Linked DNA regions of Bombyx mori: region 1 is linked to region 2. A link is a contact called in public Hi-C data. All regions are on one chromosome and are shown on one strand. The core of a region is the stretch at or near the end of the contact, and the rest is flanking DNA. Distances in the headings are between cores, read along the strand shown.

The links. Hi-C and Micro-C count contacts between places; a contact is called where the count stands out from the background.
Region 1: a contact with region 2 is called in a Hi-C map of posterior silk gland, with 2.1 times the contacts expected there. The contact joins the promoter of LOC101741374 here to the enhancer-like site in region 2. A contact is called at or near these places in 4 of 7 Hi-C or Micro-C datasets (midgut, posterior silk gland and whole pupa).

The regions. Positions count from the first base shown.
Region 1 is chr9:3,778,065-3,780,867 of ASM3026992v2, reverse strand. LOC101741374 (phosphatidylinositol 4-kinase beta) reads left to right here and starts at 1,484. Exons shown (of 10, transcript XM_004922881.5): 1 at 1,484-2,244. The coding sequence starts at 2,153. It overlaps LOC101741513 (dynactin subunit 6), which reads right to left and starts at 1,295. Exons shown (of 4, transcript XM_004922882.5): 1 at 1,040-1,295; 2 at 793-963; 3 at 185-357. The coding sequence starts at 1,050. It overlaps LOC110386866 (a long non-coding RNA gene), which reads right to left. Exons shown (of 2, transcript XR_009973793.1): 1 at 2,549-2,803; 2 at 1,478-2,270.
Region 2 is chr9:3,737,779-3,740,478 of ASM3026992v2, reverse strand. It overlaps LOC101741374 (phosphatidylinositol 4-kinase beta), which reads left to right. Exons shown (of 10, transcript XM_004922881.5): 4 at 1,258-1,524. Among protein-coding and RNA genes, the nearest start is that of LOC119628979, 4.7 kb to the right of the region's middle. Within about 2 kb of position 1,353, at least 3 of the 8 cell types and tissues checked have open chromatin away from gene starts, as enhancers often do.

The sequences.
Region 1 (2,803 bases), core at 235-2,734, 40 kb before region 2:
TACACATAATTTTCTGAACTTCAAAATGTTCCATGAACTTGAAAATGTTCACTTGTATCAAAGTTTTATGATATTAGAATAATTTTATTCCTGTGGCTCAATATCCTAATTTAAAATTTTTATTCATCTTCCTATTAAGGGCTATGTATTTTGCTTATTTTCGTACCTACTAAAACTAGCTTACCTATTACACAACCACTGCCAACTTTGACTTCTTCTCCAACAAAAGATCTGCATTCAAAAACATTACTTTCACCGACGTGACCATAGATAGACTCCAGTTTGCAAGCAACTTCAAAAACATTGTGTGCACCTATAAACAATGGCTTTGGGGGATTCTCCTGTTTATCACTCTTTCTGAAAATAAAAATAAAAGAAGAATGAGTCATCAATAGTTTAGTAGTGAATTAAGAAGTTTCGACCATTTTGTTAATTATAAGAATTAAACAATATGATATGATAATTTACATCATATAAAGAATTAAAATTTGCAGTAACTTTCATATACATAAAAATGATTAATTATATTCCTAATATTTATTCATTTCTAATATGACAATATTAATATTCAATTTTATTATTTTACAGAATATAGATTATTAAATAATTTTAAGCAGGAATGCATATTAAATTGTACCATATACATATTTGTTTGGATTTCAAAATGTGTTTTTAAATATGTTTATCATGTTCACCGTCATGTTACTGTGTTCAGTAGAGATAGCAGATGATTACTTATTTTTATTTCTAATAATTACAATACTCAAGTTGAGCAATAGAATTCCAACATACTTATGTATTATAGTAGAATATTCTTCAATAATACAGTATTCAGCAATTATAATAGGTCCGCCTTCAGCTATAATGCTGACTCTCGGATGAATAACTGTACCTCCTCCTATGGTTATATCACCCTCTAAGGTACAGTCTTCGCAGACAGTTGCTCCGGGTAGAATTTTAATGCTGTAATGATATATACATTATTAGAGGTAATACGCTGTCCAAGATAGAAATTTAACTTGGTATATTATTTGCTTACTTGTGAGCCATTTTCTTGAGATGTAAGGTTTACTTTAAGATGATATTCAGAATTTTTTAACCTCCCAAAAATTCTGTTTTTCTTTGAAAATTTCTATGGCATCACAAACTTGGTGAAAAGGTCAAAAAAATTGATCAATTTCAATATTTTTTTTGAACATAATTAGCGACTTTTTTTTATAGGGATTTTATGACCTGGTAACTAAGACCTTTAGGTCATGTCTTATTTTAATTTATATTCTTATTTTTAAGAAAATGATAACATGGAGTGAAATGAAATAAGATAAGACGATATGTATGATATAAAAAATCTACATAGTGTCATTACCTTGGGTATTTATAAGTCATGTTTTTATATTTTAAATTTTCAGCTTGTTTTGTATTTTGTCATCTTATGGTCAAAATGTAGATTTGGATTTTACAAATGAAACCGCATGAATATGCAATTTAAATAAACTGTTTATTAATTGGTAACTATGAAATGTGTACCGAATAGTAAAAAAAAATCGTTAGATAAAAATACACTTTAATTAAACACGTTTTACCAAACTGTTACATTTATTTCGATGTAGAAAATGAAGAGCTATAACGCTTTCTACTATACAAACTCCTTTTTTTTCTACTAATTTCTACTAATCTTGACGATTTGTGAAACTGGGTAGCTCACTGCTTTGTTGACAAGAAAAAAATCGGTAAAAATATGGTATCCTCTTACTGGGAAAGTCATCGATTTCTTTAATTTTTAGAGATCTGTTTGTTTAGAAAATATTGGAGTTTATTTTATTTCGAGATTATTATATGTAGAATTTATATTTAAAATTATTGTGTTATACTTTACAATATTAAAAAATTAAAATTAATATTGTAGGACCATAAAAACAAGTTGCAACAACGTTATTGGTAGTTGTAAATTTACAATATTGTGAAGGCTGTGATAAGGTAGTATCGTTTTTGAAACATCAGTACCGCCTTAATATTTCTTAACTTTCATAGTAAATTCGTAAATTGTAGAACAGTTGTTGTGAGGTCGCCATGTTGTTATTTACCTTGTGATTTCATGCTGGGCATTTGTGATATGGGTAAAGTGTTGTGACGCGGCAACCAGTGTGTGAGCATGTTGGAGGATGTTCCCGTGCACGGAAGTCGGTCAGACTCCCGCAATGGAAAGAGTACTATCCACCAGAGAAACCTCAGCTTGGATTTCAGGTAGGCACCACTCATTTCGATTGTTTCTAAACAAAAAGGATTTTGCACATATATTATTTTTATGCCAGTCTTTCCTACTACTAGCGTAGTAGTCTAATTAAATGTTAATCAAATTATGTTATAATAACAATTAGTAGGGAAAATACAGTACTAACAACATTTAGAAACTAAATGTAAGGATAATTTAACCTGAAAACAAAAAAGTAGGATCTAGCAGGAGATTGAGAAGTCATTTGGAATAAAGCAAAGACAATATATTTGCATAGACATTAGAAAATGTAATATGTACAGATAATTTATTTACCTTATCAATATTCTCATTTATTGATTAGTGTGTTGTTTAGATAGTTGATTTTGTCCAATGATTTTAAACTGTTTTTATTTTGCTATGCAAGCACACTCCTTACATTTATCTATATCCTTGGATAGGATATCCTAAAAGAATTATCTCATTGATAAAACATGCTCACTGTTATGAATTTTCTACTACATAGTTTAACTTTACATGACATCAACTTATAAAGGTAACAATCAATTAAAATTTCAATACAAATCACAA
Region 2 (2,700 bases), core at 104-2,603:
TAAGAAATGTTTGTTTTTAATTTTGTTAGAGTTGCTTATTGTGAGTTGTTTATGTTGCCAAGGAGATATGGGAATTTCGACCAAGGCTCTAGCCGCGTTGGATTTTGATTAAATAATGCTATGAATGTATGTATGCGGAATTTGAGCTGTTAAGAAAGTTAAGAAATTTGGATTCACTAATTTGTTATGTAACTAAATTTCGCTGATTTGAAATAATTTTAAAGTCTAATCAAAACTGTTTACGCACAAAAACTTTACTCTAGTCACCTTGTTCGATGCTCAAATAAACGCAAAAATAGACATGTAAAAAATCGAAGATTAGTGGTCGAGGCAATGACGTCTCTTCGTAAATGACTGGTAGTAGGACCTCTTGTAAGTCCGCACGGGTAGGTACCACCACCCCGCCTATTTCTGCCGTGAAGCAGTAATGCGTTTCGGTTTGAAGGGTGGGGTAGCCGTTGTAACTATACTGAGACCTTAGAACTTATATTTCAAGGTGGGTGGCGCATTTACATTGCAGATGTCTATGGGCTTCAGTAACCACTTAACACCAGGTGGGCTGTGAGCTCGTCCAACTATCTAAGCAAAAAACAAAAAGAAATTATAACAATTCTTATAAATGTATTTAATATACAGACAAAGTTCTGTTTAATCATAGAATAAATATTTATATATATTAACGTTGTGTCGTCCATGAGCTCCGCCAACCATTTAACACCAGGTGGGCCGTGAGTTTGGTCACACGTCTGTATTGTAAAAGATGAATGATAAACTAATTATCTGTTTTTTTTTTTTTATTTTTTTTTTTTTTATTTTTTTTTTATTGCCCTTGTAGGCAGACGAGCGTACGGCCCACCTGATGGTGAGTGGTTACCGTCGCCCATGGACTTCAGCAATGCCAGGGGCAGAGCCTACCGTTTAATACTCTCCACAAGCCTCGTTTGAAGAAGTACATGTCATAGCGCTCGGGAAACACCGTGGAGGGGAGCTCATTCCATAGCCGGATGGTACGTGGCAAAAAAGACCTCTGGAAACGCACTGTGGATGACCGCAGTGGCTCCAGGTAGTATGGATGAACTCTACTCCGGTGGCGGGCGGTGCGATGGTAAAAACGAGATGCCGGTATCATCTCGAACAATTCCTCAGAGCACTCCCCATGGAACATACGGTACAAAATACAGAGGGAACCGAAGTCCCTCCGCAGACCCAGAGGCTTGTATTATTTGAATACATTACATTGATACATTTGTCTCACAGGCTCCGTACATAATGTACGTGGAGGTACTAGAGACTGACGGGCACGAGCCTCTTCCTCCTCGCCAGCTGCCTCCAGCGCCACCAGCTCCCCACTCTCCCCCCATCAGACATACGAAGAGTGAGGAGAACCTCGTGCCTGAGTGGCCTGCGCTCTCCCTGTATTCGGCACTGGACGACGTGGACACCGGAGACTGCTGGAGTCATGACGACGATGAACTCAGCTCTCATTACGACCACAGAGCGCCCGCGCCCGACAGCGTGTCGCAGGTACGTACTTTAAGAACACGAGAACAAAACCTCCGATCCTAATCTGGCTTTTTTATATTGCTTATGAGGTGTGGTAAGTCCGCACGGATCCGGCTAAGAATAGTTCCGCCCCCTTATCTTCCCAGGGGTGTTGTAAAAGGCGACAGGGGGATTTAAATGCAAATATCCAGCGCCTTACCCGACTGGTAGCGGCCAATCTACCAAAAAAAGCATTTCCAAGGAGGGTTGACGTCAGGCAGGCGATTGACAGCGATAAATACGAGTGGACGAGCTCACGGCTCACCCGTTGTTAAGTGGTTACCTGAGCCCATGGACATCTATAACGTAAATATCGGCACCCATCTCGAGACCTGAGTTCTAAGAACTCAGTTTTTACGGTAGTGACTTAAACACACATCGCCTGCCGAGTGAAAGTGTATTAATTCAAAAGTTTTGACGAGTCATTCACTAAATCGCCAAGAAAAGTGTAAGCGAATCAGACTTTTTAGTTTAGTAACATCATTATAATAATGTAATTTCTTTTATGTTTTTTCATATAGTTTCATTCGTATTAAATCAACACATTCATAAAATTTTAATATGCACATAGATATTTTTAAACAGATCCGCTTTCATTACCATAAATCGTTATGTAATTGTGGAGGAATTAAATCATTAGAAATTGTATTTATATAATAATGAGTAGATTTAGCTTTAAACGAATGAAATTAAAATGAAAGATGAAAACGCTTCTGTGTTATACACTAGTGCATAACGCTTAAGGCATCTATTAGATCACTAACAATACCATTACGTACAATGGCAAATTAATTTTACGAGAACACACAATTAAATCGATTCGTAACTACGAATCAATCATAATTAATTTACCAAACTACTCAATAACTTTGAACGTACATGCATTATTCTGGAAATTGATTTTTTTTTGTTTGAGTTAGATGAAGGGTGCTCATAGTTAATCGACTTTTAGTGGTACATTGCTATTGATAAAACAGTAATAAAAAACTTGTGAAAGACAGCCCTATAAAATAGTGCTTTAGATTATTCAAACAGATGGTTATAGTCAATATGGTCGCTAAAGACAAAACACGAAAGAAAGAGCCTGCGCACAGTTTTATTGCGCGAAAAAGTCGTTATGAGATTGTCATTCTTAATGACGCCAGGGAGGTCGGCTCT